Linked DNA regions of Mus musculus: regions 1, 3 and 4 are each linked to region 2. Evidence: chromatin contacts called from public Hi-C and HiChIP or PLAC-seq data. All regions are on one chromosome and are shown on one strand. Each heading gives the region's core, a stretch centred on a gene start, on an enhancer-like site or on the middle of the called end of the contact. The rest is flanking DNA. Distances are from core to core; before and after follow the strand shown.

Region 1 (5,560 bases), core at 2,481-4,980, 410 kb before region 2:
GAGAAACCCTGTCTCGAAACAAAACAAAACAAAAAAAAAAAAAAACCATAAAGGTGATGGTAACTGAGGAAGACACCTGAGGTTGACCTCTGACCTCCACACATACATACATGCACACACATGAACATGTGCATACGCACAGGGGGATAAATGGACACAGAGTGAGAGTGAAGATAAAAGGTAGCACTAAGGTAGGGGTGGGGATTGGTCCCCACTTGCGGTATCGGATGGATGGGTATTCCTGAAGAGTGGCACACAGTGTGGCTATCTGCTGGGCCAGTGCATCGAGCTGCCGCCCCCGCTCCCCTGCTCGGAATGGACAGTAAAGGTTGTAGGTGCTATGTGGGGCATCCAGAGAGAACACCTAGGAAGGACAGAAGTGTCACCATCACCAACTTCCCACTGCTGTCCTGGCATTTCCTGGGGGTCTTCGATATCCTCTGGGACCTGTTTTGCCAGCTTTGAAGCAGGCTAGGGTAGGACCCAGCTGATGCTGAGAGGGAACAGAGAGAGCTCCTTGCTCCTTTCCACTTTGGAGAATTGACAATTCTGCCCCATACTCCATGCTGCCTGCTAGGAATGTGCACAAGGCTAGGGCCCCAGGAAAGGGCCTGTGAACTGTTCAGTCCCTGTCGGTGCTCTGTGCGTTCCAGCGGGAGCTTGGACACTCAGTCAAGGACAGCCCGCCCCTTCCCCACCACAGGCTGGGCTGTACCTGGGCCTCATAGGGGAGGAAGGCAAGGTGGATCTCTTTCAATGTCTTCACCGCCTTCGCCAGGCGAGAGCGGCCCAGTTCACTGAACAAGGGCTCAGGGCATGCTGGGTTGGCAGGGAGAGACCGTCAGACCAATGTCCTGTCATCAAACTCCCCACCTCAGCACAGCAACCTACACCCTGGTTCGCCTCACTCACTGTCAGTGAAGAAGATATGGGCTGCTTTGTAGGTGAAGGTTGGTGTTCCCTGGAAGTCCGCAATCAGGGCCTGAACCGACTGGGGAGGAGAGATTACTGTTGGAGTCAGACTCTGCACCCCAGGTCTATCTTCTGCAAGGGATCCCCAGCTGATGGTCATTTCCCCACTATGTGCGACTGTCAACCTACACACATACGTCGACACATGCACACATTCTGTACACTCATGCTTATGCATACACATGCCTGAATTCTGATATATGCACACACATACACCCACACATTCTGACATGCACATACACATGTATGCATAAATACCTATGTCCTGATTGACATGTGCACACATGCATACATGCTACCTGACATGCATCTGTACAATTCTGATATATACACATATACACTGGCATTTGCATACACATACACGGGTATGGTGACAAGTGTGCATGTATGCATTGTGTGAGCACACATATATTATATTATGCACATTCAGATACTACTGACAGTATACCATTCAAGCACACACAACTCCACGCACGCAGAGGCTCACTATTATAGGTACCTTCTCCGTGGGACTCAGCAAATAAATTGCCTCCAAGCTGGGAATGGGTTCTCTCCGTTTGTTGATGTCTTCCACGACTAAAAGCAACAGAGGAAGACATACAAATGTTTGACATGGAGGAGACAGGGGAGTCTCAGGTGTGGGGAACTGGACCCATGGTGGTGGTGTTTTAAAGGCTGGTACTATTCCCTTAGGGTCTTAAATAGAAATATACACCTAAGGTTCCCCACTTAAAGAGCTACAGTCAAGGTTCGGCACATCTGGAGTACCACAGCCATACTTTTGGTGTCTATACACTCTTGAGAACCCAGAGTCCACCCGAGCTTCTTACAGAGACACCTTACAGGGACTGCACAGTCATTGTTTTATTTGCATGAGACAGGGGCTCATTAGCCCTGGCTGGCTTTGAACTCATAAGCTGATTAACTTTAAACTTGTGATACTCCACCTCCACCTCCTGAGGGCTGAGATTACAGGCATTTGCCACTATGACTATTTTACATGGAGCTAGAGACTGAACTCGGGGATTTGTTCATGTTAGGCAATCACTCTGTCAAAGGCGCTATATGTTATATTCTCTGCTCAGGAGGTTGAGTTGGTTACAGTCAGTGAGGCTGACCCTTTAGGGATTGTAATCAGGAAATCCTACATGGAAGGAATCCTATAAACCTCCTCCAGGCTATGTAGGGAGAACTTCAGACTGAACCAGTCTGAAGGGATCTCACACTCAAGGGATACATCCAGACACCCCACATTCAAGGGTCCACCTCAGATTCATCCACTCACTGGTGATGCCCTCCGCCAGGATATCTGACATTTTACAACAGGATGACAAGATTCGCATGCTCGGGTGATCCATGATGAGGACCTGACCAGATGAATGGGTATAGACACAAGGAGAGGTGAGCCGTACAAAAATGTCTGTAGCTGGTCCCAGGAGAATCAGAGGCAGTGGGGCATCCATCTACCCAAACCCACCCCTATGGATTAACAGCTTATTCAAGGAATTCTGGAGGCAACTCTCATAGCCTGGGGCACTGCATAGATCTGGGTAAAAGGCTGCCCCTGGGTCTCCAGGCATTCTGCCTCAGCCCCTACCTTCCACTCGCCATCCTTCTTAACGCTCCGGATGACGCCGCTTAAAATTTCTACAGGGAAGAAAGAAGGGAAGAGGGCTTGGGACACTTGTCCTCTAAGCTGGACCCCCAACCTGGATCCTGAGTTGAAGCTCCTGGCATTACCCCCAATTTACAGTTGGTCAAATTCAAGTGCTCTGAGGTCAGATAACTTAGCTAAGTACCCTCGTGTCTACTCGGTACAAAGCTCAGAGGTCAGGTACATCTTAGAGAATTGAGTGAATGAGATTGAGGGCCTCCTGGTGTACCTTAGACTAGAATGCCTGGCATTCTGAAGGTTCCTATCAACCTCTAAGCCTGCTTCCCACTAACCCTTGTCTTATGTAGGGAGGTTTCTTTTTAACACCAAGGTACTGGGCCTTTCCACAAAAACCTGTTCTGTCCAGAAGAAGGAGTAGGGGAAAGGGGAAAGAAAGGTGGCCTTGCCCAGAGCCTGGCCAGTGCACCAGAGTGTCGAGTCCACTGTTATCAGGGCGGAAGAAGTGCCTGAGGCCGGAACTACTGGAGGTGGGGGAGGGGCATCCTCAAGCCCTCTTGTCCCCACCAAGAACTTTAGCTTGCAAGGAGAAGTCAAACCTTCTAAGGAGCTCCCAGGCATGATGAGAATGAGGTGTCCCCTTCATCGCCCCCATGGGGTATGTGCACACCTGGGTGCTCATACAATACGTGGGGTCGTTGACCAGGTCACTGTAGGACCCCTGAGTCCAGCCCCTGAACTTTCAGGGTTCAGAAACTCGTCAGCCTGTAGCGGAGGCAGCCCAAAGGTCTAGACGTGTCCTAGAGGTGCCTCCCTCTCCTCCCTTGTCTGAGTCCTCCCCATCCCAACTTTGTTCTGCCAGCTGCAACTGAGGGGCAGGCAGTCCAGCTGGGCCCAAGACCCCGCCCGTCCCCTCAGGAGTCAGGTGCTCTCCCCACCGTCAAGATCCCGGGATCTCGGAATCCGTGCACCTCACCTCTCCCGAGGTCCCCAGATCCCCCAAGGGACAGCCAAGAAAACACCAGAGCCCCGCCGCGGGGTGACACTCACTTTCCCCTACCACCGCCTTCAGCCCCAAGGGCGCCATCTTCCCCTGAGGAATAGCGCTGCTTCCGGGTCGGTCCCAAGGTGGGGGCGTGGCTCTACGCGTCATCCACGTGGGCCCCACCCCGTGGGTTCGGTCCACGCCCTCTGCGCACCTGGTCCGCCTCCCGGTCCATCTGTTCTCTCTCTCTCTACGTCTAGGAAGCTGGGTCCCAGCAGCACCACTTGGCTCCACTTCAGGGGAAGGCACAATGACAGGGACTCGAACGGACGATCGCCAGTTTGTGCGTGCGCCCTCGGGAGTCTTAAATATTCCCTTGCTCACACACACTGGGATCAATTTGCTTAGCGCGATGACAGCGCGGTAAAAATACTCATCTCGCTCCGAGTACAAATACCACCCTGTCCAGAAATTCTTCCGTCTGTGATATAGTGTGCCCACTCAAAGGACAGCGGGACTTTCTAAATCTGGAACTGCACAACTGCTTTCCGGGATCCAAAGACTAGTAGTACAAGCTTGGGCAACGCTCGGTAGACTTCCGAGGGAGTACATGGGAGACTCCGCTAGGTGCCTTTTCTATGCAGTTTGCTCTCAGTCTTAACATTCTGTAAGAGCCCCGTGGTGAAGGAGAAACATAGACTCGAAGACTATGACCACATATCTGTGCCTGTTCATGAAGGAATGCTCCTCAGTCGTTTTCATTAGCATGTATTTATAGCACACGGTAATGGGTTTTACTATGACATTTCATACATGCATATAATGTATGTTGATCACATTCACCCTCATTCCCCTCTTATGCCCATTTTGATTGATCCCTTTCCCCTTCCCAACTAGTACCCCTTCTATTTGCATGTCTTGCTGTTTGTGTGTGTGTGTGTGTGTCCCAATGGGTTTTAACAGGGGTTGCTTACAGGAGCATAAACAACTTACCAACGGCTACATCACTGAAGAAAGGCTCTCTCTCTCTCCTTTGCAAATAATAATTTACACATATAATCTATACATTTAATAATTATACATATAATCTCCTGTTGTACATAATAAATTCCAATAGTTCGGAAAAGAACGAGAGTTTCTAGCCTGTAACAATCATATCATCCACCCCCAACTTCCTTCGCCCGCCCCACCCCGATACCTCCAAATGCATAGCCTCACCCCACACACTTCACATCCTCTCTTATTTTGTTTTGAGGCACATTGAGCTCAGTTGGCGCTCATACCCAACTGATATGTTGGCCTGATCTTGCACAGGTAACACCAAGAGTACAGGAAGTTCATGAATATAACGTCCATGTAATGTACTTTTGCCTAGCCTCCTCCTTTTACATTCGTACCACCCCCCTTCTTCCGTGACGGTTCATGAGCTTTGAAGGAATTCCTAGTCCTTAAAAGTGTATGTGTATGTGTGTGTGTATGTGTGTGTGTGTGTGTGTGAGGGAGAGAGAGAGAGAGAGAGAGAGAGAGAGAGAGAGAGAGAGAGACTGAGGATCAAACACAGGATCATACATGTATTTGCTAAGTACTTTACTACTGAGCTACAACTCCAGCTATTTGTTACAGTTTTATGACCTTAGGAGCCACACACACAGGGTGACAATTGCATCCATGTGCTGACACACAAACAGATCAAACACACTTACACACACACATATGGTAGGTGATTCAAATTAAACTCAGAATTTTGAGGCCTGCTTCCATTGTTTCTCTAGAGAGGAGCTGACACCCTGTGACATAGGGGCAACAGTCTCTATATCAATCACAGACACAAGGTTTCAGATCTAATGGGTGGTAGTTGTGAATGTGGGTTTGCTCATCTGAGCTAGTTTCTTGATGCTGCTTAAGTCTCCAAGTTGTGGCTAGGAATGGAGCTCAGCTGGTTAGAGTGCTTGCCTACTATGCACAAAGCTCTGGGTTCCAACCCAGCACCA
Region 2 (5,026 bases), core at 2,267-4,766:
CAGGTTTCACTGACTTTCCCTTTGACTGTCTCTGTGTGCTTGCCTGTATGTGCTTGCTTTTGTGTGCTCACCTCCAGTGCATGTGGAGGCAGGAAGGCATGTCTCAGGTGCCCTTTTTGATGGCTCCCCACTGTATCATTATATTTTGAGACCTGGATTCCCGAGATTCAGCTTGGCTAGTTGACCAGTATGCTTCAGGAATTCTCCCATCTCTGTCTACCCAGAACAGTGGTAACAGACATGTATTGCTGCACCTGGCTTTTAATGTGGATGTGGGAGACCCATGATCACTCCTCAGACTTGTGCATTAACCAGTTCAGTGCCTAAGCCTAACCAACATTCACCTTTGGACTCTATACCCATACATGTACACCTCCTATAGTACATACGTGATGAAACAGTAAGGAGAAAAAATAATGGCTACAGATCTCTGAGGAATCTATTTTCTGGTCATGTCTATTTCACATACAATACACATGTGTGCACATATATATGCACAAATATAGATAACACATATAACACATGTGCACACATACAAAACACATATACACACATGGCGCACATTGCACACGTAATACATATGCGTATAAACACATGCACAAATACATAGCATACACACTTAGGCTTCCTACCGTTGGGAATGAACCAATCAGGAAATAAACTGAAACTTATGCCATCTTTGTCACTATGAGGTCTGGTGGCCAATTTCACTTTGTTAGTGGCAGTTCAGGACACTGTTTAGCAGCTAGGAAAGTGTCTTTGTATCTTGCTTCCTGTCCCTAACCTCAGCTGGCTTGTGCCCGCAGAGAGGCTTCTGTAAAAAGACATCTGTGGACTTGTCTATAATGCCAATATTGTAGGTGGAGACAGACGAATTCTCAGAGCCCCCAGCCATCCATCTAGCCTATAGCGTCCCTTTCAGTGAGACCCTATCTTAAAGCTACAAGATTTAGAGTCTATGAAGATTCCTGACATCCTTCTCTGGCTTGTACATATGTGTACAGGGACATGGGCACTCAAATACTCACATGTAAAACACACACACACACACACACACACACACACACACAGGGTAAATGTTACAGGGTAAATGTTAGGCAGCAAGGAGTTAGGTAGCATGGTGATATAGAAGCTGAAACTAAACAGTACTCATTTTCAAGTACAGAGGGAATATTTTAAAAAGTTAATCATCTGTTAAGAGAACCAGTGCATTCCCAAAGTACAGACATTGCTCTGGACTGTATCTACAATTGACAATGTTCTTATTTGGAAATGAGGTTTTAAAAAGCTCAAACAAACACGAAAGACAATTTTTTGCTACTTGATCATTTAAATAATAACTTAGGGCTGTCAGGAGGGCTCAGCAGGTAAAGGTGCTTGCCACCATGCCTGATGACGTGCGTTTATTTCTCAGCACCCACATAGTGGGAGGAGGGAACTGATTCCCCAGAGTTGCCCTCTGAACTTCATACTTGTATGGGGCTACACACACCTGTATACAAATCTTACTTTGATTGTTAGCTGCCTAAAGTGTGTACCCTAGACATATACAAGGAAAAGATTAAAAAAAAAGTAGACGAAACATAGGTCAATGCCCCTTTGCAAGAGATTTCTCAGAACAGCCCAAGGCTACTTAAGAAGCCTGATTTTCAGGTTCAATTTTTTTTTTTAATTATGTTTATTTTTTAAACAGGGTCTCATCTAGTCCAGGTTGGTCTCAAACTTCCTTGTATAGCAAGAGGGTAACCTTGAACTCCTGATCCTCCTGCTTCTGCCTCAGTACTGGAATTAAAATGCCCAGTTTACCTGGTGTTAGGGATGGAACCCAGGGTTCCTATCTGCTAGGCAAACACCAACTGAGCTGCATCTCCAACCTCCTAAGGTGGAAACTGGCACTGCCTAACTACTAAGTCATGGCAACTCTACCCCTGCTGGATTCATCATCAGAATCTTCCTTCCTGTTCACTCTTTCCCTTGGCTTCCTCAGAACCCTCCTCTCCCCTCCCCTCCCCTCCCCTCCCCTCCCCTCCCCTCCCTTCCCCTCCCCTCCCCTCCCCTCCCATCCCCTCCCCTCCTCTCCCCTCAGTGGATCAAGATTTGTCCTCCTCAAGTTTAACTTTGGACTTTGCCTTTCATCAGCTCTGAACTGTTCGAGGGTTCTGGTGATTCATGCATTGGCATATCTTGTATTATTCTTCCCTTCTGGGAAACACTTGAGCATAATCCATTGGAAATAACTCAGTGATAACAACCACCAGTTAGTCCCTTCAGGGGGCCTGAGTTTGAGTTCTGGGTGAGCCGACTTTAATGAATTAGCTATTGTTTTATTTTCTCACATCTAAAGGGGAGAGATATTTTAATATTTAGTGAGTAAGATCATATCAACTATGTACAGTAAATGGAATATATGTGGGACATACACATACACACACACGCACACACTGCATACACAGTGTGTTTTGTGTGCCCCACTTGTGTATAGGCCAGAGTTCAATGTCCTTTGCCTTCCTCCTTCATGTGTCTCTTACTGAACCCGAAGCTCACCCTTTTGGCAAGACTACGCAGCCAACACTTTCTAGGGATCCACTGATCTCAACCTCCGCCCTGAGATTACAAACTAGTACTGTTGGCTTTTGTTGGTCCATTTTAGAGCTCTAAAGCCAGGTCTTCATGCTTGCATGGCAAGCAAGCACTTGATCTATTGAGCCATTTACACACACACACACACACACACACACACACACACACACAAACTGAAGGATCTGCTAATTGCACAACTTCCCTTCACTCTTCTTTAGTGTACTGGAGTCAAGAAAACAAGAAGCGTGGACTGAGCTAGTGTGCAGTATTCAAATCAAAGAACCTTGATGCAAAGACAGCCTCTAGTGCTGGCATTAGAATTCAGAACTTCCTGAGTAACCGCTGAGCTCTACCTCCAGCCTCAGTCAGTCTATTTAAAGAATGCACCTATGCCTGCGCTTGTTGGTTTTCTGGGTGTTGAGCAGATGAAGACACTAGCTTCTTGCTCCCTTGCCATCCAGTTCCACAAAGGGGATCCTACTGTGTGATCCGGCTGAGCCGCTGCCCTTCTCTGGCATCTCTCCAGTTGAGGTCTGGGGCCAGGGTGTCCCGGGCGTCCCGGGCTTCCCGGGCTTTGCCACGCGGTGACCAGATCTCTTCCTGGACACATGCCCAGCGCCCCGCACCACCCGATGGATACATTTTGCACTCTGCATTCTTAGCGTCGCCTTTTTGCAAAACTTAAGTTTGCAAGATTGTGTGCCTTCCAGGGCGATCCCGTAAGGCCTGAACCTAGGAGAGGCTCTCGGGGGTGGGTGGGACAGACACTGGTGGCTGTCCCAGCTGAAGAATAGGGAGCCCAGAGCCCCGCGCACTACGGGTGGCGGAGCCAGTACACCGCAGCACGCCCGCCCATTGGCTGAGCCGGAGGGCGGCGCTGCGGCCGCTACCACCGGACCTGGAATCCAGAGGAGCGGAGTGAGGCACGCTTTTGTGTTGCTCAGTCGCCTTGGTTCACGGTGGGAGGGGCTTCGAGCGGCCAAGCCGCACCCTTCATTTGCATACTCCGTCTTCGGGCACGTTGTTTGTAGGAACAGAACTTCGACCCCGGCTGCACGCACCCACACAAAACACATCCTCTCTCCCACCCCTACCCCTGCGCGCCTCTCTCTCTCTCTCTCTCTCTCTCTCTCTCTCTCTCTCTCTCTCTCTCTCTCTCTCTCTCTCTTCCTTCCTCCCCTGCTTCCTTTCTTCCCCCCCCCCCTTTCATCTCCTCTCACTCTTCCATATTCCTGTCTTCTACCCTGCAGTCTGCTAAGACCTGCATCGAGAACCAAAGCTGACTCCAACGCGCGTGCGCCTATCATGCTCCTATTGTTTTGGAATAGGAAAGGGTCGTCTTCTAGTTCTAGGATGGATACAAGTTCATAAGGGCTTGCTGCTGACCCCAAACTGTCAAAATTCAGGGCTATTAAATCAGTTACTAGATTCCAAAGGGGAGGGATTTGGCTTTGGGGGACTCGAACATCAGAGGTCAGGGGCCCAGTGAGGGAGAGAAAGGCTTGGAATGGAAACCAAATACATGATTTTAAGGCGTTTCTAAATCTCACCTTCAGGGCGGCAGAGTTGAGAGGCTCTCAGCCAAAAGACACAACTGTTCCTATTTGGAAATTTCTGAAAAGCAGTGATGATGTTTGGGAGCATAAATCTTTCTCTCTCTCTCTCTCTCTCAACATCAGGCTTTGGAAAGAAATGTCATAAAGTATGTGTAGTGGTGTGGAGACATTAAAATTTTGTTTTTGTTTTTTGTTTCACATCTGTAGTTTGTCGAGGAAAGCACAAGGTTTAACACCTGAAGCAAAGCAACGTGGGGAGGGGCGGGTGTCGAAATGCATTTCTGTGGACTGGTTATTTGTTTACAGTGCAAAGCTGGTCTGTGTCTTCTGCTACTGTAGTATTTAGCCTTTGCTCTAGGCAAGGGGTTGCTCTTTTTGATGCAGTTAAAACACATTTATCGCGCGCGTGCGTGCGTGCATGTGTGTGTTTCAGATGAAAACTTGCAGAAGTTGGTTTGGCAGGCGTGCCATGTAGTTTTGGACTTAAAGAAAAGTAGGAATTGGATGACTGGGAGTGAGTTGCTGACATTTTTACTCTACTTGTTTTTTAATTTCTGCACTCTATTCCTATGCAAGCATTAGTTTTTTTCTGTGTTGCTGGCGTCTGTGACAATAACCGTGTCCCTTACTTCTTGAGTGTGTTTCCTAACAAGAAAACTCTTTATACAAGGATGGCACAACAATCAGAACTAGGAAATTAACACGAATAGAATATGTTAATCCACTTGCAAAAATCTCCTCGTTTGGAGCTGTTGAGGTAGCTCAGCAGTTAAGGTTGCTGGTCATACATGTCTGAGAACCTAATCCATGTGACAGGAGAGCAGGTTGACTCCATAGAGCTGCTCTGTCTCTGCCTCCTTGACAATGCAAATTAAGAAATTGAAATTCTA
Region 3 (4,820 bases), core at 1,946-4,445, 270 kb before region 2:
GCCCAAAGGCCTTGCCGCACTGCGGGCATGGGTAGGGACGCTCGCCTGTGTGGGTGCGCAGGTGTTTAAGTAGCGCAGAGCCCTGCCCAAAGCCTTTGGCACACACTGGGCACTTGTGGGGACGAGGGCCGCCGTGCGTGCGCAGGTGTTGGGCCAGCAACGAGCCATGACCGAAGGCCTTGCCACACACGGGACAGTGGTGTGGCTTCTCCCCACTGTGGCTGCTTCGATGCTTGAGCAGTGTGGATCGCCAGCCAAAGGCCTTGCCGCAGGCAGCACACTGGTAGGGCCGTGCACCTGTGTGGATGCCACGATGCTGGGCCAGTGTGGCGCCATGGCTGAATGACTTGCCACAGTCGGGACAGCGGTAAGGCTTCTCTCCACTGTGTGTGCGTCGGTGCTGGCTCAGCCCAGAGCTGCGACGGAAGGCTCGCCCACAATCAGGACAAGAGAACGGACGAGGTGGACTGGCAGGGGCAGGAAGCACCGCTGGACTGGTGGCCAAGATTTCGGGGGTGGCAGTGAGGCCAGAAGGAAGGGAATCCACATCTGGAGCAGCAGGGCTGGGGGTGTCATTGCTTGGGTCGAGAACTAGTGGCACCGGGCCAATCACGTCAGGATCAGGATCGAGGTCGAAACTCGAAGACATGGGATCCAGATCTTGGGAATCCAAGTCTGGCTTCCCCAAGATGGATCGTGGAGCTTCGTCTGCTTCAGGGTCCAGATCTTCTAAGCTGGCGTCTCCATCTTCTGAGACAGTGTTGAGGTCTTCTGGCTCTGGCTCAGGGCTTTCAGAAATAGGATCAGGATCTTTGGGACTGGAGTCCAGGTCTTCTGGGTCTGAGTGAAGGTCTCCATAAAGGGGCCTAAGATTCTTATGGCCCGGATTCCTAACCAGAACTGAGCGCCTCATCCTGAAAGTAGAACTGCTTGCAGCTTCTGGAACAGGACCTGCAGTATGAGGACAGGAGGTTGGTGGAGGGAGGTTCTTGGGGAGAGAGGACTGGCCATGCCACACCAAAGTCCCTGGTGAACATATACAGTTCTTGTTCTTGACTTTAACCACAGGAAGAGTCCTAACCGGTGTCCCAGCTAGGATTTGGAAGAGAAGGATCCTAGTGCTGGGACTCTCACTTTTCACCTCAAACCTGGATGGGGGCCATCTTGGGATCTTGTTCTTTTTTTTGAACAGGGGCTTGCATAGCTCCAGCTGTCTCTCAACTCGTAATCAAGGAGGATGTTAAACTACTTATACTCCTGCCTCAACCTCCTGTGCGGAAGTACAGGGAGTGCACAAGCATATTCAGCTTATGTGGTACTGGTTTCCTGAATGGTAGATGAGCACTCCACCCTCTGAGCGGCATCCCAGACCCCCATCCCGAGCTCTATGTAGTACGTGGACTTGGGTGTTATGGAAGGCGGTTCTCAGATCTGATACCCTAAATCTGGGGGAAAGGGTGTTGTGGTTCTTTTTTCATGAGGTCATGGTCTGAATTCTTGCCCCACCCTGCAAACTGGTAGATCTGGGGGTCCCTGATAAAGAGGGGAATGTGTGTGACTTGTCTTACCGAAGTAGAATGGGTAGTGGTAAGGATGGGAAGTTAAGGATACCTAGTAGTCCTTCTCTGTCACGGTGAAAACTGCAGGGCTCCTTGTTTGCTTCCAGGAAAGAATTCTAGACCTCTCTAGAATTCTAGCTTGAGTGAGATATGTTCTGTCTTAAACCAGAGGACAGGGAGTGGAAACCTGAGCTAGCAGTGGTGGCACACATCTGTTATCCCAGCATCTTTTGAGGATGAGGCTGGCAGATCTGATCAGCCTGGGCTACAAAATAATAACGTTTTTCAAAACTAAGGAGGGGTGCATACATGGCCCCCTTCTGGGGAAAGGGGCAGAAGGATCACTAAGAACTCCACAGCCAGAGGGTGGAGAGAGCAGTTAATATAGCAATTTTCCAATTGGCTTATAAGATTGTGGATTTTAACCCCTTGGTGAAGAGCCGGTGATAACTATAGCTTGGGGGGGGGCCTCTGGGGGGTTACAGAGAGAACTGGGGGGTGGGGCACAGAGGGCTGAGGAGGAATGTCTTCAAGGGAAGGGAGTTCCTGAACCACACACTCCTTGATTAGGGTATGAAGACTGTTTTAGGGAAAGAGGCAGATGTGGAGAAAGAGTAACACCTCTCTACCTTGGGGCTAAGTGAACTCTTTGTTGGGCTGGGCTCCAGGGGACTAGGGAGACCTACCTGACCCCAACCTCACAGTCAGGAGATAGTACACAGAGGGGCGCTGAGTTTCCCCCAACAGTTTCTCTACCTAGGCCCAACTGCTGGAGATTAGTGGGCAGTACCCCGGGGTCTCCGCCCAGATTTCTGGAGACAAGGTATTTTTAGATTGCCTTCGAAGGAAGCAGCCTCATGAACTCCCATCTTGAATGGAAACTCACATCTGTCTCGTAGATGTGCAGAGGGCAGGTGCACCCCGATCATCTCTTGGGAAAATGAGCTTCCAGAGCTCTACATCCTAAGACTGAATGTGGAAGATAACAATAACTGGGATTTTTCTTGGGATTCTTGAGGTAACACGACACCTCCCTTCTGAACACACACACACTATGGAGTATAAAGTCCCACATAGGAAGAACAATGCCCCAAGCTTCTCTTGGTTTCCAGAAAAAAAGAACCCCCTTCTGAAACAAGGAGGTGTTCTGTTCTGTGGGTTCCGAGCTAGCGGGCGCCTCCACCCATCCGGATCTCAGATTCACTGTAGATTAGGGGGTGGTCCCGCCGTTGGCCGGATAAACGTACTAGGCCTGAGCTCCTCCGGACCCCCTTCCCACCGCGTCCGCCACCTTGACCCCCCAAGTAGAGCGCTGGCACCATGTACTCTGCAAGGGGTGCGTAGAGATAGCCTGGGGCCGCGCCCCGCACCCTGCTCTTAGTGTTGAGGGGTCTCCTCCCAACCACCTCCCCCTTTTGTCCAGCCTTCCCCAATCCAGCCCGATCCGCTTTCGGGGTCACTCACCCGATGCCCCTCGCCCCTGCCCGGCCTGGCTGCACTCGCGCTGGCCAGCCGGTGTCTCCCCGCCCCAGGCTTGCAGGAAACCCCACCGATCGCCAGACCCGCTGGCGGCCCCCTCGGCCCAGCGGCCCCGCCAGGCACTCCCGGGGAGCGAGAGGGGCCGGCCGAGGGCCGCTGCGGGAGCTGCTGGGACTTGTAGTTCGCTCGAGCCCTCCGCGGCCGGCGCCATCGCTGCCCCCGCGCCGCCCCACCCCACCCCCCCGCCCCCGGGCCAAGCCTTTGTCCCGACCAGGGCCACCCGAGCTGGCGCGCGTCCAGTCTTTGTTTGCGCCCTACCAACCCGCGCCACCCTAACCCTCCATGCACCCATGTGACTTTTCGGGCCCCTTCTCCGACCCCCGATCTTGACTCTCCATCTGTATCTCTGTCTCCATCTGTCCATCTTTCTTCCATTCTGTCCCCTCCTCTCCATCTCTTTCATTATCTTCTTTAAAAAATGGATTCAGTGCCTATGCATGCCGTGTTGCGCATGGGGAAATCAGTAGATAAGTTCCAGGAGTCCGTTCTCTCCTTATTCCATCCCAGGGATAGAACCAGGGTCTGCAGGCTTGGCCGTGCACTTTTACATGCTGAACTATCTCTCCAGTCCTCCTTTTTTCCCCATTCTCCTTCTCTACCGTAATTTATTTTTTCCTCTTTTAATTTCTTTGCCTCTGGCCCAGTCATTTTCTCTGCCTCTGCCTTTTGTCTCTGCCTACCTTTGTCTTGCCTTCTTTTTCATTTCTCTATCTTGTTTCAAACACCAGCTATCATGATACTCAAATTATATAAGCAAGAGGCCGGGGGAGGGTGTGCTTTGAGAAGGCCTGCAATTTAAATATGCACTTGTCTTTTCTTCATCTAGTATTATCTCAGAAAGTTTAGGGCTGTCAAAATGGCTCAGTGGGTGATGGTTTGTGGTAAGACAGGTGGTTAGAGAGGTGACCCAGTCGGTAAACTGCTTGTTGCAGAAGCTGAAGACCTGGCTTGAGATCTCTGTCACCTATGTGGAAGGACAGATTCAGTGGTGGGTATCTAGAATCCTAGCTTTGAGGTGGCTGAGGCAAGAAGACCCAAGGGCTCACTGGCCAGCCAGTCTAGCTGAATCAGTGAGCTCCCAGGGTCATTGTGAGACTGTGTCTCAAAAAGTAAGGTTGGAGGGACAACCAAGTGGCTTAGTGGGTAAAGGTGCTTGGTGAAAGGCCAAGGACCCGAGTCTGATTCCTTAGGACCAACATGGGTGGAAAGATCAAACTATTTTCTAACCTCCACATGGAAGATATACACACACCACTACATAAATAAATGCAATTTTAAAAAATTAAAATAAGGTGGGACCCATTGAGGAAGACACCTGAAGTCAATCTCTCTAGTCCACATATATGTGTAAGTACAAGTTCTCCCCCTCCCCTGTCTCTATCACACAAGTGCACACACACAGAGTTTTTGTTGATAGTAGAATCTTTCACTAATTTTAGGTAACCTTTTGCCCTCTGATCCTTCCATTTTCTCAGCTTCCTATTCAAATGACAGGTGACACCAGAGGCAGTCCAGGAGGCTGGACCAAGAGCTGATTTCTGGAAGACGTTAGCCAGGACCAAGGAAGGCTCTAGACCACACTTTAAAGCCCCAGCTCCCTCCACCGCAGGGGGAATGAAAACAAGCCCAGGGGGATCTGGCAGCTGGACTCTGGATGTTGCTGCCTGAGTATAAACAGTGGTCACAAAGAGAAATTAATGGTACAGCAAGGCTACCCTCTGA
Region 4 (5,025 bases), core at 2,513-5,012, 450 kb before region 2:
GGTGAAGGAGAACGCTTGATCTGGGGGTGTTTTTCCATCTTTCACAGATGGTGTAGCTGCAGTGTTTTAGAAGTAGTAGTAGTTTTACCTGCGGAGGCGTCTGACCATCCTTATCCTCCCTTTGTGTGTCAGTGTGTCTCATGTGCCCAACACTCCTGTGTGCAGAGACCAGAGGTTGACACTGAGTCTATCTCTATTGCTCTGGAACTTATTTTAAGACAGGGTCTAACTACTGGACCTGGGGTAACCATTTCTGCTAGCTGTCAAGCATCTCAGAAAATCCTTCTGTCTGCCCCACAAACACCTCACTGGCTGGCAGTTCTGGGGTTACAGGTGTGACCAACACACCCAGCAATTTTTTTTTTTTAATGTAGGTACTCAGGATCAAACTCAGATCTTTACAATTGTACTTTATCTATTAAGACACCTCCCCAGCCCCTTAATTTTTTGTGCTGTATATTGGTTGGTTGGTGGTTGTTTGAAACAGTCTTGCTATGTAGACCAAGATGACAACAAAATTAAGGTGATATATGTGCCCAGAGCTTCCCGTGTTTAGCTGATCTTTTTAAGAGGAAACACAAGCGGCAGAAAGAATGTAGGTCATTTTCTCCTGGAGTCTATTCATATCTCCAACCTGCATAAGTCAGGTGCAGGTTTAATTATGTCTTTTACAATGCTGCAGATGAAACCCAGGGCCTCACAATGGCTAGGCAAGTGCTTTACAGATGAACCATGCCACTGCCCCATATGCTTAATTTAAAAATTCATAGCATTGACTGAGACAGATGCAGATACTTACACCCAACCATTGGACTGAAGTCGGGGACCCCTATGTTTGAATTAGGGGAAGGATTGAAGAAGCTGAAGGGGAGAGCATGACCCCACAGGAAGACATTCTTACTCTCTCTGACTCTCTTCCCTCCCTGACCCCTTTCTCCCTCTCTCCTCATCCCCCTCCCCCTCTCTCCACAGGTTCCTGGCTGGCCTCTCCTCTTCTCTCCGCCTCTCTCTCTCTCTCTCTCTCTCTCTCTCTCTCTCTCTCTCTCTCCTCCCTTCCCAATCAGTCAGGGAGCCTGCGTGGGTCAGACATAGATCCTCTGACTACATATTATGTTTTGTAGCTTGATCTTCCTGTAGGATTCCTAACAGTGGGAGCAGGGGCTATCTCTGACTCTTTAGCATGCTTTTGGGACTCTTTTTCTCCTATTGAGTTGCCTTGTCCAGGCTAAATATAAGAGGATGTACCTAGTCTCATTGCAACTTGATTGGCTGAGATCCCTGGGAGGCCTGCCCTTTTCTGAAGGAGTGGATCTGGGGGAGAGGGATGGTGAAAGGGAGGGAGCTGGAGGAGAGGAGGGAGGCGGGGCTGCTATCAGGGCGTGATATCTGAGAGAAGAATTAAAAGAACTATGAGAAGAAATGAAAACAATGTGGGGCTTTCTAGCTAAAGAATTCAAAATTTTAAAAATAAACGAATAAATACCAGCATTCAATAGGCAGAGGCAAGTGGCTCTCTATGAGTTTAAGGACAACCTGGTCTCCACAGGGAGGTCCACACCAGCCATGTCTACATAATGAGATCCTGTCTCAGAAAAGAAAAGGAGAAGAAAGAGGAGGGGGCTATGTGCCTGTGGAGGCCAGAAGACAACCTTGAATGTTCAGACCAGGCTGACATCGAACTCACACCCTGCCTTCCTCTGCTGCCTGAGTGCTGGGATGAAAGGCGTGCACCACCACACCTGGTGTTGGCTTCATTTTGAAATATGGTCTCTTTCTGGGTCTTGGAGCGCCCTAATTCAACTGAGATGGCAGACCATGAGCCTCAGAGTTCCCCTCCCCTGTCTTTGTCTCCTCAGCTCTGGGATTACGGTTGTGCGCCTATATGTCTGGCCTTACATGTGGGTTTTGGGAATTGAAGCAAGACCCTAATCCTTGTGCAGCAAGCACTTTACAGACGAGGTCATCCCCTGGCCCAAAATACTATTTTTTAAATGCTTTAGTACATTTTAGTGCTGGAGAGATGGCTCAGTGGTTCATCCCTTTACTATATAGAGACTACCCATAAGTTCTGTGACTCTAGTGAACCCTGACTACTACAATAAAGAAATGTTAATAATGGGTATTGATTTTTAATTTTCCTTATGTCTCTTGTCTTTGCTATTACCACTTCTTCCTAGTGTTAAAAAACCAAGTGTGTATTTTCAAAATAGATACAGCTCAGCTCATACTGCCCGCGCTTGAAGAACACAAAAGCTGCTACTGGACAGCATGAGTGGAGAAATTTATCTTTTTCTCTCTCTCAATGAGAGGCTAGGCAAAGTGGTGCACACCTTTAATCTCAGCAAGAAGCAGGCAGAGACAGGTGGATCTCTGTGAGTTTAAGACCAGCCTAGTCTACATAGCAAGCTCCATAGCAACCAAGGTCATATAGCGAGACCCTGCCATAAACAAAACAACACAGGGGGAGGGAGGGAGGGAGGGAGAGAGAGAGGGAGAGAGAGAGAGAGAGAGAGAGAGAGAGAGAGAGAGAGAGAGAGAGAGCTGTTACAGTGACTCAGGCCTGTAGGTAGTCTCAGCATTTAGGAAGCTAAAGCAGAATGGGTTTTGAGTTCAAAGCCAGCCAAGGTTATAGAGTAAGACCCTGTCTCAAAAGAACCAATGACAGAAAAAAAAGTGACAGAGAAAAGAAGACACTGGAACGCCATGGATAAGATTGCTTGACTCCCAAAAAGGAGGTCCAGCAACAGGCCCAAAGTGGGATCCAGCTCAAGGGAAGGTCCCAAGGTCTGACACTATTACTGAGGCTATGGAGCACTCACCAAAAGGGATCTATCATGACTGCCCTCCAAGAGACACTTGTACTCTCTGACTCTTCTCACTGGCCCTCAGTCAACAGACATTTCCCAAGCACCTCAAAGTCACGTTGGATCCAAAGCCTGGATCCAAAGCCTGGGGAGATAGGAGGAAGGAAGACATCTGCCTGGGGCTTTTATATTCTAGTGTTCGCCGGAGTGGAAGTGCCCTGGGTCCCTCTGATTGTAACTAGGTGGATATAACTCATAGGTGAAAACATAAACGTATGAGCTATGAATCCCCAACCCGGCCAACAGCCATGCCATCTGTAACAACGGGTCTGGTTTAAGGTCAGCTTAGGCTACAGAGAAGAAAAAGTCAGAAATGTAGACACTGACTCAAATGGAATTTTCGGGGCAATTTATTCGAGTTTAAAATGGAAAGTCCAGGGCAGGCAACCTGTAGTCTCAGGGCAAGCAAGCCAAGGAGAATGAAGAAGATCCGCTGTCATGGAGGTCAGCCACACTTGATGGGACTGGAGCTCTAGAAAAAGGACTAAGGAAAACCCAAGCCAGACTGTTAGGAAGTTTAAAAGCATACTCAGGCCAGCATCCAAAGGGGAAAGGAAAAGCGAAGGGGGATGGATAGAGTAGCCTACACCGTATTAGCCCAACCTATACTAGGGGAAAGAAGAGGAATTATGGAAGAGAAAAGTATATCACCTGCCTTCTCCGGTGGTCCTTTGCCAGGACCCTGACCTGCCTCGCTACATTAACCCTTTAGGAAGGAGACAGAGGCCATCTCTCCTAGAGGAGACTATGAAGCCACAGCAGACCAAAGAGCGAGATGGTAGCAGAAGGTTCCTGGAAAGGACGGTGAACTGGAGCCTAGGACGCCTCTCTGGGTGAAGCAAGAACACTCTTGTGAAATGGAATTGGAGCCGAGCCCTTCCCCGCTGTGCACGCACCAGACCCCGGGTTTGCAAGGATGGATGGGAATGGGCGGTCCTACACGCCGCCATCAGGAAGAGGGCTCTGCGGAATGCTTAGGAGGCCCTTCCACCAGAGCTGCTCCAGGGCCGGGACTTCGAGACTTCCACTTCACCACCGCAGGACCATCCAAAGCAGATAGACTGGGAGACGCAGCGCAGATACACAGAGAAAGGATGAGACCGGTGCAGGTAGGGCTGGGAACTGCACCGGATCTTAGCAAAATGCTCTGAAGGGGAGTCCTAAAAGGGGAGCTTTTCGTGCAGGTACGGGGGAGGAGCAGGGGTGTACGGAAAACTGCCACAAGGGGGAGCGCGTGTCTACCAGGATCGTGCCTGACACTAGCTGGCACTGGGCTATGATCTCTTGCTTTTCTAGGGCAGTTAGCCTCTGGTCTCAGGATAATGTGCATGCCCTAGGGCACATGTTCTTTTATGTATATCCAAGAATCTGAGGCTTGGTGAATTTCCTTTTAAAAAAAAAAAAAAAAGATTTATTGGGCTAGAGAGATGTCTCCGTTATTAAGAGCACTTAAATGGTGAATCCTGAGGTCCTGAGTTCAATGTCTAGCATACACATCAGGCAATTCATAAATGCCTGTAACTCCAGCTCCAGACGACCTCCCGAAAGCACCTGTATACATGTGGCATACACACAGACATGCACACAAATACATCTAAATAAACATAAATTTATTAAAATAAAGAAATGTGTGCGTGCATGCTAGGAGGTAACATCAGATCTTCTGAAGCTAGCTACAAACAGTTGTGAGCTGCCCAAAAGGGGAGCTGAGAACTGAACTCAGGGTCCTGGGAATTGCAGGAAGCACTCCTAACCTCTGAGCCATTTCTCCAGCCTTGCATGGTATATTTCCATGTCATTCATCGTGAGGAGTGATTTTTCTATTAATAAATAATACACACTGAAACTAGGGTAAAAAGATAACCCCCACTTTCTTTTTCTTTCTTTTTTAGTGTGGTGATGGTAGTGGTGAGAGAGTCTTTCTACAGAGCCCTGGCTCTATTGGAACTCTATATATCAGGCTGGACTTGAACTCACAAAGATCCACCTGCTGCTGCCTCCTAAATGCTGGGACTAAAGGCATGTGCTAGCATGCATAGCCTAATGTAACTCCCCCGCCTTCTACCTTCACTAGCAAGGACAATACAGAGTCATCTGAGTCTGATGTTGATGTCTTTCTATTACAGCTGACTATGGGGGAAAAGGAGAGACCTTGGGACAG

What was found. Hi-C and Micro-C count contacts between places; a contact is called where the count stands out from the background. HiChIP or PLAC-seq counts read pairs in DNA pulled down with a chosen protein or histone mark.
Region 1: an H3K4me3 HiChIP or PLAC-seq map of bone marrow-derived macrophages shows a contact between it and region 2, with 2.5 times the contacts expected there. The contact joins the promoter of Stxbp2 here to the enhancer-like site in region 2. A contact is called at or near these places in 2 of 484 Hi-C or Micro-C datasets (CD4 T cells and neutrophils), 5 of 115 datasets of contacts at active chromatin or transcription factors (T-cell acute lymphoblastic leukemia, bone marrow-derived macrophages, memory CD8 T cells and 2 more) and 2 of 9 other capture datasets (adipose tissue and liver).
Region 3: a Hi-C map of uterus shows a contact between it and region 2. The contact joins the promoter of Zfp358 here to the enhancer-like site in region 2. A contact is called at or near these places in 1 of 39 promoter capture datasets (hippocampal neurons), 3 of 484 Hi-C or Micro-C datasets (double positive thymocytes, embryonic stem cells and uterus), 4 of 115 datasets of contacts at active chromatin or transcription factors (bone marrow-derived macrophages, microglia, pancreatic cancer cells and 1 more) and 3 of 9 other capture datasets (adipose tissue, liver and pancreatic islet).
Region 4: a contact with region 2 is called in a FOXA1 HiChIP or PLAC-seq map of pancreatic cancer cells. The contact joins the promoter of Fcor here to the enhancer-like site in region 2. A contact is called at or near these places in 2 of 39 promoter capture datasets (embryonic stem cells and pre-B cells), 9 of 484 Hi-C or Micro-C datasets (CD4 T cells, embryonic stem cells, muscle stem cells and 4 more), 7 of 115 datasets of contacts at active chromatin or transcription factors (astrocytes, embryonic basal ganglia, embryonic forebrain and 3 more) and 3 of 9 other capture datasets (adipose tissue, embryonic stem cells and liver).

What each region holds. Positions count from the first base shown.
Region 1 is chr8:3,629,279-3,634,838 of GRCm38.p6, reverse strand. Stxbp2 (syntaxin binding protein 2) reads right to left here and starts at 3,730. Exons shown (of 19, transcript NM_011503.5): 1 at 3,635-3,730; 2 at 2,570-2,619; 3 at 2,258-2,339; 4 at 1,472-1,548; 5 at 913-991; 6 at 716-819; 7 at 216-364. The coding sequence starts at 3,671.
Region 2 is chr8:3,219,646-3,224,671 of GRCm38.p6, reverse strand. The region is part of intron 2 of Insr (insulin receptor); the gene reads left to right. Among named protein-coding and RNA genes, the nearest start is that of Insr, 57 kb to the left of the region's middle. Within about 2 kb of position 3,516, at least 393 of the 459 cell types and tissues checked have an H3K27ac peak or open chromatin away from gene starts, as enhancers often do. A contact at or near this core is called in T-cell acute lymphoblastic leukemia, adipose tissue, astrocytes and 17 more, where this site is marked.
Region 3 is chr8:3,491,513-3,496,332 of GRCm38.p6, reverse strand. It overlaps Zfp358 (zinc finger protein 358), which reads right to left and starts at 3,195. Exons shown (of 2, transcript NM_080461.2): 1 at 3,024-3,195; 2 at 1-951. The coding sequence starts at 913.
Region 4 is chr8:3,671,128-3,676,152 of GRCm38.p6, reverse strand. Fcor (Foxo1 corepressor) reads left to right here and starts at 3,762. Exons shown (of 2, transcript NM_001357661.1): 1 at 3,762-3,973; 2 at 4,757-4,968. The coding sequence starts at 3,785. The coding sequence ends at 4,894. It overlaps Gm45231 (a long non-coding RNA gene), which reads left to right. Exons shown (of 2, transcript XR_870093.2): 2 at 1,547-2,133.